2 separate regions of the Rattus norvegicus genome follow, and region 1 is linked to region 2. Evidence: chromatin contacts called from public Hi-C data. All regions are on one chromosome and are shown on one strand. Each heading gives the region's core, a stretch centred on a gene start, on an enhancer-like site or on the middle of the called end of the contact. The rest is flanking DNA. Distances are from core to core; before and after follow the strand shown.

The links. A called contact is a pair of places that touch in the nucleus more often than the background predicts.
Region 1: a Hi-C map of Schwann cells shows a contact between it and region 2, with 7 times the contacts expected there. The contact joins the enhancer-like site here to the promoter of Slc4a7 in region 2. A contact is called at or near these places in 6 of 12 Hi-C or Micro-C datasets (the A7r5 cell line, Schwann cells, frontal cortex and 3 more).

Annotation. Positions count from the first base shown.
Region 1 is chr15:13,232,848-13,239,578 of GRCr8, reverse strand. No RefSeq gene overlaps it. Among named protein-coding and RNA genes, the nearest start is that of Or2t35, 59 kb to the left of the region's middle. Within about 2 kb of position 5,203, at least 13 of the 93 cell types and tissues checked have an H3K27ac peak or open chromatin away from gene starts, as enhancers often do. A contact at or near this core is called in the A7r5 cell line and Schwann cells, where this site is marked.
Region 2 is chr15:13,093,816-13,100,126 of GRCr8, reverse strand. Slc4a7 (solute carrier family 4 member 7) reads left to right here and starts at 4,835. Exons shown (of 25, transcript NM_001270861.2): 1 at 4,835-5,046. The coding sequence starts at 4,999.

The DNA of each region.
Region 1 (6,731 bases), core at 3,954-6,453, 140 kb before region 2:
TGGCCCAAAGCCCAGGAAGCCTAAACCCTGTCTACGTCTCTTCTCCCCAGCTATTGACTGCTGGCATCTTTATTTACCAATCAGAATTAACTGGGGGCAAGGTCCCTCAGTGTCTTACAGGCAGACTTTCTCATGCAACCTGCTTGTTTCTCTATCTTAAAGAATTCAAAATGTGCCCAGCCTTCCACACTCAGTGCTCGTGGAGTGGGTTTCAGGAGACTCCAGGGACCTGGCTGTACCTATGTGGTTTTTCAAGTGACACACACTCACTGACGTTCTTCCACCTCGTTGGGTCCCTAGGCTCTCTAAGCTCTTTCCCAAAGCCCCCAGAATTGCGGTGGAGTTCCTGAGAGGTTATTGTGGCTTGTGGCCAGCAGGGGGCAGTAGCATTTAGTGACTTCCCAGGTTTAGATTTCTAGGTGGCAGAATTGAGAAAAACAAGCAGAGGAAGCCCATGCAATTTCAGAGCTTAATGTGAGCATTACACTTCCCTAGCCTTATTCCCTAATTGGAATAATAATCACATTCTGGTAATAAATAAATCTCGCTGTTAATATTGATTACTACAATATTAACAAGTTACCAGTATTAACCAGTAGAAATGATATGTAGGGTTGCTTTTCTTTTGAGTCAATATCTTACTGTGTAGCCCTGGCTAGCCTCGAACGTGCTATGTAAAGCAGGCTGGACTCAAATTCACAGCGATCACCCACCCCCATTTTCTAAGACCTGGCAATGTCATGCATTACCAAGTTTAGATAATATGTACCCTTAAAAGACTTTGTCCCCAATCAAGACATTTGTTTTCTGACACAGCCAACATTTGCTGATGAGTGGAATTAGCCAATAAAGCTAGTCAGAGAGAGAGATGTCATTGTCTTTTGTATCCATTACCTGAAGCAGCTCTAATGGGTACAGCATGACTCATGGACCTCATGTCCAGGCAGTCTTTGGGCCCATTTCTGCCTCAAACCTGGTGACTCCCATGATAAGTGACTATAAAATCTCCTGCTTAGTTGTACTTTAACCCCAAGCAGTTACGATAACAAGACATTCAATGCAGAGTGGAAGGACCTTCCTGATAAAGTCTTTTTGCCTAAACTACAGTGAAGTAGCAAATTCAGGGGGGAAGAGCCTGGGTTCCCAGTTTCTGTTGCTTTGTTGTGCGATCTTGGCTCCTTCTGACACTTCTTTATCTGGACAATTGGCTTCTACATTTATGTTCTTTTATCCTTCATTTCTTACCACTGCCATACACATAACATAAGACCTGGAAGGGTCCCCGATGCAAAACTTAACATCACCATGTGTCAGAAGCTGTAGTAGAATGGTGTTAATCCTATTCAAATTGTCAAGAAAGATGAATGAACAACAATATGTTCATTGCGTTGACCTTTGAGTTTATACAAATGTAGTAACCCCATACCTTCTCCTGTCCCAGAGTTTTGTGTTAGTGGGGATTCCAGTGCAGTGTTGCAATACTACGAATGCGACGCCAGGGGGCAGAGGTGAGCCTTGAGTGACATCTCAGTGGGAAGTGACCTGTAGTTAGACAAAGACAAAAGCATGGAGATACAGCAGCAAGGTCTAAGCAGTGTAAGCAGGCAGCAGTACATGCTGTCGATGCAATTCTTGAACATTTACAAAGAAAACCGAAGAGCAGTTAGGAGCTCTGGTACACAAAATGTGTGTTCAAAGTTCCGGCATTGACAATTGCTTTGTGAAACTGACTCCCCTAGTTGCTTTATTGCTCTGTTACTCACCGATACAGCAGGAGCGCAGGCAAGATTCTGGCAGATGGCCACAGTTTTAACCTCTGCGATTTTTGTAACTGAATTGGTCCTAAGAAACCAAGATGAAGTTGCAGGGTGGTTAGAAGTCCTAAGAGCATCAGCTAAGGCTTCCTGGGTCTGACGGAGATGGACAGCATCTGGCAGAACACAGTTGGTCAGAGTGAATACAGGTAATGGGTCAAAACATTTCTCCAGAGACGAAAACCATCAGGATTAGGACACAGGAAGCCTAAATGTACGGACTGGACCGACAGATGCTAAGAGATGAGACAGGGGACTCAGAATGTGCCGTCAAACTCTTTTATGTAAGATGTCTGAGAGCTTGCCTGCCCTCTGTGTGCTTCTTCCCTCTGTGTGCCTCTCCCACCACTTCCACAACCGTATGTTCAGTTGTATGGAACAGCCTACATGCATTCAACATCCACGGGACTAACCCTTTAAATCTGCATGTCTTTCCAAATCTAGGTTCTTCGGTCCCACTGAGACAAAACAAAAAAAAAACAAAAAAAACAAAAAACAAAAAAAACAAAAAAAAAACCTTCACCCCCCAGATTATAGCAGGTTACAATGGTGAGGACTAAGTACGGTTAATATTTCCATCCCACATTCTTAGTACTATTTGTTCCCTAACTAAGACAAGGAGAGCTGATTCCATCATGTGTCCCTCAGACTAGAAATGATTCTTGATGTACAGCCACCAAAACTAGATAAGATTGATGAAGCTAAAAAATGCATGCTGAAAGGGACCAGATACAGATCTCTCCTGAGAGACACATCCAGAGCATGTCCAATACAGAAATCACCGAACTGAGAACAGGACCCCCTTGGGCAGAATTAGAGGAAGGATTGAAAGAGTTGAAGGAGCTTGCAATCCCATAAGAACGACAATGCCAACCAACCAGAGTTTCCAGGGACTAAACTTCTACCAAAAGTCTATACATGGACTGACCCAGGGCTCCAACTACATATGTAGCAGAGAATAGCCTTGTTGGGGCACCAGTGGAAGGGAAAGCCCTTGGTCCTGCCAAAGTTGGACCCCCAGTACAAAGGAATATGGGGGTGGCAGTAAGGGGGATGTATGGGGGGAAATACCCATATGGGGGGGAGGGTAAAGGATGGGGGCTTATGGACAGGAAACCTGGAAAGGGAATAACATTGGAAATGTAAGTAAAGAAATATATCTAATAAAACATTTTTAAAAAAGAAATGATTCTTGCCTTGGAGACTGGTCCCTTTCTACCTTAAGAGCTAGCTTGTGTCCTTTCCCCAAATGAGTTCCTTCTCATTCCTGCAGAGAATCAGCAGAAAGGCCAAGGAGAAGGCCGGGTCAGAAACAAGAAAAAAAATCCTTTCCCGAACAGTGATATGTGGTCTATGGTCTTCATGCATGAAGCTCTTTAGCAGCAGGTGGCAAGAGGCATGGGAAGATTTGGGTTGAGAGTTGCATGGTCTATAATGAATTCCATATGACATCACAGGTCTAGAAGATGTCTATTGATGGACTATAAGCAAAAGATCAACTTAAGTTGTGCATTCTTCAGGGGCAGAATATGAAGCAGACCTATATGGATTGTGCTAAGAGTAAACCTCCCTAATTCTAAGATATTGAGAGACAAAGTCAAGGTGTGGAATAACGGAGTTCAAGATGCCATGGCCTCTACTAGAGTCACCGCATACAAAGACAGTGTGTTTAAGGTTTGTACCTCTCTCCTCCGTGGCCTCTGGGCCACATTTGAAGCCTCTGGCAAGCTGTGGCATCTGTCCTGACACTGCCATTTAAGGGAAGGCTTTGTATCTTTTGCTGATTCAGGCAGCAGTGGGGATTAATGACGTGTTGGGTGGAGTGTCCCAACCCACATTAAGCTGTTGCCAAGATAACTGTTGCATCAGCTTGCACTAAGATGGGACAGGCAGCTACAGAGGAGGAAGTCAGAGCACAGCCTTCCTGGACTCAGGAACCTGCTTTCAGAAAGGGAAGAAAAGTTCCCCTCTCTGCATAAAGCCTGCATTTAAAAATCTATGATTCTTTGATACTTTGACAAACACAGCTCCCAATACGAGGTGGTATCAGAAATTAGAACATACCACTGCCGTTGGGGGGAAGCTCTGATTGTCTGGACTACAGACTTGCAGATGTGAGAGGGGGCTTGTTGCTGGTGGCAAAGGCTGATGTGGTCTCAGATAACCAGATTGAGGCTTCTACTCAGACGGTCTAGACTCCTGTCATCAGCAGAGAAAGAATCTGGAAGGGAGACAAAATGAGGCATTGGGAAGAAGGTTTACAGGCCACTCAAGAGAACCATATCACTGTGGTATTCCATAGTTCAGCTTGTGATGGTGGGAGATTTTTGGGATTGTTCCCTGGATAGAATTATCTTTTTAATCTGTCCTTATAAGGGCTTTCTGGTATGTCATGGCATCAAATGCATGATGAGAACAGCAATTCTGCCAGACCAGCGATCTAGAAATGAGAGCATAGTGAAACCAAGGCCATTCACATTGGCCATGTGGGTTCCCGATGGTGTCAATGGTTTTTCATTGTGTGAATAGCCCCACAATGTCATAACACTGTTCTACAGTTGCATCGGCTCTGTGTGTCTGCATCTTTGGTCCCATTATGCTTCAAGTCTACCTCAGACTAGACTGAAGAAAAGATGGTTTCCCTCCCACAGAAATGTAAACTGTTGATAGTATACAGGGAGCAGCTGCGGCTGCAAAGACTGACTGACTGATGAAAACTTCAGTGATGTAGAGATATGGAAATGTCACAATCCTGGAGCCAAATTGTCTCAGGATAGCTTGAGCCCACTTAATAGATTTATTTCACACCTTGGTTTGAAATTAGTAATGTTTGTAATTAGTGGGTAAATCTTTTGGACATATGAAAAGACTCAGAGATTTTAACATCTCAAAAGCTACAAATGTCATAGGTAAAACCTGAGGCTTATAGCAAAGATTTCCCTACTTTGCTGGGGTCGTCCCACCTGAGGTTTCTATCAATGTACTTGAAAGGTGCTTTGATTTCTTATTTTGTTTGTTCTGTCACTATTTTCTAGAACATTTCATGAAATTGCTGCCATGCTGGGTCATGGAGTTTGTGTCCCCAGACCATGGTCATTCATCTTCAGCCCCAGAATAAACTATCTCTTATCCCCCTGGAAAAGAAAGCTGTGTTTCTTGCATCGACAGAGACATGATTCTTGGCCTGAATCCCACCCAGGAATTTCTGAGCTAAATGCCACTCCACCAAAATAAGAAGCATCCGTTACGAGTGCTAAAATGTGACATTTACAGCAAGGCACAAAGAGAGAGAACAAAGAATATTATTTCTGTGCCTTAATCACAACCAGCTGCCAGGCTGCCATAGTCATCAATGGGCTCCATTGGGCCCTGGGGGGTTTTCACATTGGCCGTTCTAAATGAGACATATCCTCTGGGCTGTAAACTGGAGTTTCCTGGTAGGCGGTGGATGATGCAGCTGAGCTCATCGCAGGAAATCCCAGTGCTCTGAGGATCCCTTTGCCTTTGCTATGGACTCTTGATTTCTATCTTCTCTCAGAATAAGAAACCTTTATTCAAAGTTCAAAGCTGTGAGAAGCCCACACGGCTCATTCTGTGATGCGTTCTGGACGAGTTCCATCTAACACAGGGCTTCTCAACTCAACTGTGTGTGTTATAGTCTTGTGTAAGGTCTTAAATCATGGATGCTGAGGCCCTACTTCAAACCCGTTCACTGTCGTCTTGTACTCTCCACTGAACTTTATATCAAGGCTGACTGACTGACTAGAACTTCACTGACTATGGGGAAGCAGGCATGTCACAGGTATTAGCCACTCACTGTCTGACCAAAGATCCTTGTGTCATGAACCCTTTGGGATATAGTAAGGTAGCAGACCACCAACTTTCATCAAAAGCTAATAATGCCATCATACGGTACCTGAGACTCATAACAGAGGTTTTCCTACTTTGCTATATATAATCAGCCTACCTGATATTTCTCCCAATGCGTCTGGAAAGTGTTGAGGTAACCTGTTTTTGTTTTTGTTTTTGTTTTTTTTTTTAACTTTCTATAAAGATATGTCTCTATATTTTCAATTGTTAATTCTGTACTGGTAGAGAGCTAAATGCTGACAAGATTAGAGTATTGTCATTTCCATGGCCTGTCACTGGTCTTACATTTGTAAATACATGTCCTCCCACACCTGTTCAGATACTTGAAAGTCAGACAGCTCTCTATGCCTAGAGGCAGTCTAGAGTTGTATCAGACATGGTCTCACTGCTAATTGGTTGTAATAAATATCTGATGACCAACAGTTGGGCAGGAAGTAGAGGGCAGAAATTCAGAGAGAGGAGAGGAGGGGAGGGGAGGGGAGGAGAGGGGGGAGAGAGAGAGGAAGAGGGAGAGGGAGAGGGAGAGGGAGAGGGAGAGAGAGAGAGAGAGAGAGAGAGAGAGAGAGAGAGAGAGAGAGAGAAGCAGGAGATTCAGAAAATGGACATGGAGGGCAACAGATGAGCAGAGAGGAGCAAAAAAAGGTCTAGAGCTAGCCATGTGGCAGGTCATGAGCAATACAGTCAGGTTAAGTTATATGAGGTAGCTGGGAGACTGTCCAAGTAAAAGGCCTAAACTTTAAATTATATAATTCATTAGCTGTACCACTGGTGGGTCAGAGAAAATCCTGCTATAGAAAAGTTTCTTGATTTATTATTTTCCTTGTGCTGTTATTATTAAAATGTCATGAAACTTTGACCATAATGGAATATAGAGTTTAGGGGTTATGGTATTTTCCATTTGCTGTGATAAAACACTGACTACAAGCACCTTAGGAGGAAAAGGTAATTTGGCTCGCAAGTTAGCACTCATTTTCAGGGGAAGCCAAGGCAGGAGTCTGAAAGCAGCAGTTGAAGCCAGGGGCCACAAAAGAATGGCAGTTACTGATT
Region 2 (6,311 bases), core at 3,586-6,085:
GCCTAATTTTTGATAAAGAGGCCAGAAATACGCACTGGAAGAAAGACAGCATTTTCGTTTGTTTTTTTTTTTTTTTTTTTATTAACTTGAGTATTTCTTATATACATTTCGAGTGTTATTCCCTTTCCTGGTTTCCGGGCAAACATCCCCCTCCCCCCTCCCCTTCCTTATGGGTGTTCCCCTCCCAACCCTCCCCCCATTGCCGCCCTCCCCCCATAGACTAGTTCACTGGGGGTTCAGTCTTAGCAGGACCCAGGGCTTCCCCTTCCACTGGTGCTCTTACTAGGATATTCATTGCTACCTATGGGGTCAGAGTCCAGGGTCAGTCCATGTATAGTCTTTAGGTAGTGGCTTAGTCCCTGGAAGCTCTGATTGCTTGGCATTGTTGTACTTTTGGGGTCTCGAGCCCCTTCAAGCTCTTCCAGTTCTTTCTCTGATTCCTTCAATAGGGGACCTATTCTCAGTTCAGTGGTTTGCTGCTGGCATTCGCCTCTGTATTTGCTGTATTCTGGCTGTGTCTCTCAGGAGAGATCTACATCCGGCTCCTGTCGGTCTGCACTTCTTTGCTTCATCCATCTTGTCTAATTGGGTGGCTGTATATGTATGGGCCACATGTGGGGCAGGCTCTGAATGGGTGTTCCTTCAGTCTCTGTTTTAATCTTTGCCTCTCCCTTCCCTGCCAAGGGTATTCTTTTTCCTCATTTAAAGAAGGAGTGAAGCATTCACATTTTGATCATCCGTTTTGAGTTTCGTTTGTTCTAGGGATCTAGGGTAATTCAAGCATTTGGGCTAATAGCCACTTATCAATGAGTGCATACCATGTATGTCTTTCTGTGATTGGGTTAGCTCACTCAGGATGATATTTTCCAGTTCCAACCATTTGCCTACGAATTTCATAAACTCGTTGTTTTTGATAGCTGAGTAATATTCCATTGTGTAGATGTACCAGATTTTCTGTATCCATTCCTCTGTTGAAGGGCATCTGGGTTCTTTCCAGTTTCTGGCTATTATAAATAAGGCTGCGATGAACATAGTGGAGCACGTGTCTCTTTTATATGTTGAGGCATCTTTTGGGTATATGCCCAAGAGAGGTATAGCTGGATCCTCAGGCAGTTCAATGGAAAGACAGCATTTTCAACAATGGTGCTGGTCAAACTGGATGTTTGCATGTAGAAGAATAGAAATAGATCCATACTTGTCTCCCTGAGGGGGGCGGGAGGGAGAATCAACTTCCAATGGATCAAAGACCTCAACATAACACACTCTGAACCAGTAGAAGAGAAAGTGGGGAATAACCTTGAATTAATTGGCACAGGAAAGACCTTTCTGAACAGGACACCCATAGCACAGACACTAACACTAACAACTGAAGGGGACTTCATGAAACTGAAAAGCATCTGCATGGCTAAGGACATTGACATTTGGACAAAGTGGCAGCCTACAGACTGGGAAAAGATTTTTTTTTTTTTTTTTTACCAACTACACATCCGGTTGAGGGCTAGTATCCAAAACATACACATACGAAGAACCAAAAAGCAAAATGTCAAGAAAACAATAATACGACTTTAAGAGGGGGTACAGATCTAAACGATTTTCAATAGAGGAAACACAAATGGCTGAAAAATCCTTAAAGGAATGTTCAACACTTTTAGCTAACAGGGAAATGCAAATCAAACTTCTTTGAGATTTAATCTTATTCCTGTCAGAATGGGTAAGATCATCAAAACAAATAACAGCTCATGTTGGCAAGGATACAGAGTAAGAGGAACACTCATCCACTGCTGGGGGAAGTGCAGACTTGTACAGCCATTATGGAAATCAGAGCGGTGGCTCCTCGAGAAGATGGGAGTCAATCTGCCTCAAGATCCAGCTCTACCAGTCTTTGGCGTTCGTCCAAAGGACACTTCATTCTACCACAGGGACATCTGTTTATCCATGAAATCTGCCAAATAGGGGGTAGACAGAGCCCCTACTGGCCGTCCCTTGTCACCAAGGAACTTCTAGTACCAGGATTAGGTTATAATTTAATGGAGCTGTTGGCCAAAGAGCTCACATCAGAATCTTCAAAAAACCCAGGCTGTTGCCAAGACAACAGGTTTCTTTTTCACACACTGAGGGTCAGGCCCCGTTGCTGAAGACAACAGCAACACAACTCATCACCGGACATGGAGAGATTGGGCTGGTTGCCTGCATAGAGTCTTTGCCCCTATGTTCTAGGGCCTTTGCTACAGAAAGGTACTGTGCGGGCTCTCAAAAGAGAAACTTAAAACAACCAGCCTGCCACAAACCCTGTGATCTACAATGATGTGCCTAAAAGATCCATTAGGAAAATGGCAGCACAAAGTCTGTGAGAGTAAACCAACCCAGTAACTGATTTGACTTAAGGGACACTCTACGAGATGGCATCCATACCTAACACTGCTTGGATGACCAGAGACTAGATTGCTTAGGGACCGCTGGTTCTTATGGTGCCTATGGTAATACCAAATACTACTGGCCTAAAAAAAAAAGAAGGAAAAAAAAAGAGTAGTGATAAAATGACTCCCGCTGACATTCTGCTAAACTCATAGATAGAGTCTTGCTCAGCCATCATCAAGGAGGCTTTCTTCTGCAGCAAAAAGAAACAAATACAGAGACTCACAGCCAGACATTAAGAAGATGGGGGGGGGTAGGTATGAACTCACAGTGACTGAAACAACATTATAAGATTCCTTAGTGTGCAAAAGAGTGGGTCTATGATTCTTGTCCTTTTTTTTAAAAATTCTTTTCTTTCTATTGGTTTTCCCTGTCCAACTTTGATGTTATATATTTTGCTATAAGAGAGTTTAGAACAGATTCTTTGTGTATGTGTGCCTGTGTGTTTACATGTTCGTATGTCTGTGGGAACACGTATGTGGAGATACATGTGCATGTATGTGTGCAAGTGGAGGTGTAAAGGTGAGGTTGGTGTCTTTCGCAATCACCCTCCACTTTTAATTGTTGGGTCTGGGTTGCTCAGTTGGACCGAGACCGTGCTATGGACAAGTCTAGGTAGCTGGCTTGGTTGGGAGAACATTGTTATCTGATGTGCAAATACTAGGATTACAAGTGACTGTAACACCTGCCTGGCTATCTTGTAAGTTATAGGGACCTGAACTTGGTTCTCATGATTGCCGGGCAAGAGATTTATCCAGCAAGCCAGCCCCTTGTTCAGTATAAAGTGTATTCACTGCCTGGGGGATGTTGCTGGGTAGTACAATACTTGTTTGGCAGGAGTGAGGCCCTAGTTTAAACTCCCAGTACAGAAAAACCAAAACAATGTCAATAAATTCATCGATCCAACAATTATTCCTTTTCATTCTTTTTTCACTTCTCCACCTTTACTGATAGCTTTTAAAATTGTACTTAGTGGGGTATTAGAATGGTACAGAAGAGGTCTTCTACTTAGTAGAACCCTGAGTTAGTTATTTCTCTAAGTCTCCACTTCCTTATCTGTAAAATGGGAACACAACACTATCCTAGTCTATTTGGTGTGGTTATATAGAATGACATAATGAGTCATTTATAAAGAAAAAAAATTTCTCACAGTTCTGAAGATGGTGGGAGGATTACATTTGGTGAAACTTCTTCCTGTCAACATGAATGTGAGAGCAGAAGATCTGATGGGCATTTATGAGGGAGCAAAGGATGCATTTGTAGTCCCAGATCCTTAGTTTCTAATCTGCTCATGAGCTCATGAAGCTCTTCTGTCTTAAATACCCTATTTCTCAACACCATTGCTTTGGGAATTAAGTTTCCAATACAGGTTTTGGGGGAACACAGTCAAATCACATACAAACATACTTTATAGTATTGTGTGGATTAAAGAGGGGACATGTTTGCAAAATGTCACCGTCTGTAATTCTAGGTCTTTTCAAATGGTAGCTGTTATTAATGGAAGCACACCTGCTCTTAGACTTTTTGCCAGCCTACCCTGTATCTCTCTGGGAAATTTAGAACAAAGCAGGAAGGGGTCTAGGACTCAAGGCAGAACAGTCATCCAGTACACTATTTCCTATTTATTGTTGATAATGGGTAGGTGAGTCTTGACCTGCTGATAGGTATTTCCTTCCACAGTCAGATTTAGATTTTCTCAGCTCAACTTTTTATTGTCTTTATTAACATCCTGTTAACAATAGTGATAAGCATGCCACAAATGACACACCTTCACAGAGGGACAGAAATGTACCTCAATGACCATGTGTGATGGAGGCCATCACCTACACGCTCAGGCGGATATTGGACAATCGCCCTACCTATTGAGTCGTGGGACCAGGCCAGTGCAGGGAGTACACGAGGCAAGTGGTTAAGTGAATACCCTCTTTTACAGGGCCCACGGATAGTTACCACTAGGAGAGAAACTTGCAGAGGCAGAGAAGGAATCGGGCGTCGTCCTGTCTGCTTGTAAAACACGTGGTAAGGAGCCGAATGGGGTGATGACCCCATTCCACTTCGAAAGTCTGTAGAACTTCCGATTCGAAAAACTGAGTTCCACTCTCAGCCTCGGTCAATTAAGCCTTTACAAAGAGGGGCGGGGCCTCCGGGAAACTGACCGTGGGGGGCGGGGGCGGACAGAACCTCCCGAACTGCTGATTGGCTCAAACGAATGTCTGTCTGCTTCTGCCTCCGCCCCACCTCCGAGCCTCTTAGCCAGTGGAGGCGGTCGCTCGATGCCGGCCCTGGTGCCAAACAGGCAGGGGGCGTGCTCCGGGGGGGCGTGCCGGAGCGCGCCCCGCCCCCACCAGCCAGCCCCGCCCCCGTCCCGCCCCCGTCCCGGCGCGGCAGCCTCCTCCGCGCCGCGTCCTCTGGCTCTCTCAGTCCTCGCGGCACGCCGTTGCTTCTCACCCTGAGAACGCCCCTCGCCCGCAGTCGGCGCCTCACTCCGCGGCCAGCTCTCCGCGGCCAGCGCTCCGCACAGGGTCGCCCTCCGCGTGCCCGTCTCTGCCGCGGTCGCGGCCTCTCAGAGCTCCCAGGCGGGCCATGGAGGCAGACGGGGCCGGCGAGCAGATGAGACCGCTACTCACGCGGGTAAGGAGCGGGGAGGCCGAGGTCGGCAGACAAAGGCGGCGGCGTGGCGGGGCTGCCGGCGGCCTGTGCCGGCGACTGCGCGCCCTCGTCGCCTTTGTGTGTCGGGGGGCGGCCGGCTTGGAGCGGACGCGCGTGTCCGCCGCCGCAGTGTCCCGCTCTCAGCCGCGCGGCGCCAGCCACCGTGTTCTCCCGCCGCGTGGACGCTGCAGTCCTTGAGCCCAGGCTGCTCTTCCTGCGCCCTCCGCCTTCAGCCTCTGGCCGGAGTCGGGACCGGCCCTCGGGGCCGGCGCTCTGTGGAGTGTTAGGTCGCAGGCTCAGGAGAAGGACCGTGCGTGCAATGTCCTCCTCCGGGCCCCATAGAAAGAGAATGGACCGAGAGAGACCCTAGTACTCAGCGCTGCGCGTCACCAAGCCAGCCGACCCCGCTTTCCCATTGAGACTAGCAAGCAGCTTGAGTAAAGGCGGACTTGGGACTTGCAGAAATGGGGTTCTCATTTAGACGGGGGATGTGGGAGGAGGACGACACACACCAGTGGCCCGTTCTCAAGAAACAGGAACGCGTTTGTGCCCACAGAGGAAACTGCCTTCTTTCAAAGGCTGTGACTCAAACGATGGGGTGGTATTAATTTTCCTACTTCCAATTTTTACTCTGACCAGTGAAAGGGGAAGCAAGGTTGCAGGAATGAATTTTCCAGTCTTTTCAAAGCAAGGAAAAGGATATTTTGCCTTTTTTTTTTTTAAGTAGAATTTTCCTTAAGATCCTCTTCCTATGTTACTTTAAAGGTTATTGTGGAGGCCGTGGGCAGTGGTCATTCATTACTTCACCATGTTCTAAGCTCTTTAAATATAAAGGAAAACTTGAGTCTTAAGACTGTGAAGTTGTTCTGCAGTAGTAAACTCCCAAGCATTCTTTTATGGCCTTTGAATGAACCTTTACGACCTTCTCCAAGGGTATCTGTCAAACACACTGTTGCTTATTCTTAACCTTATTTTCACAGTTTTAGCTGGACAGTAAACAGTATCAGTTTTCATAAACCAGGGCAAAATGATGTGTTCTCAAACACTGTCTTCTTAGTCTGAAATAGTACATAGTAAGGCTCTTGCCATCCATCCGTCCGTCCGTCCGTCCATCCATCCATCCATCCATCCATCCATCCATCCACTCACCCATCCATTCTGTGTTGTAACTTATTGAGAATCTATTTTGTAAGTGTCCAGAGTAGAACCAGCTTTTCCCTAATAGAAGCTTCTTTCAGAGGGGTATG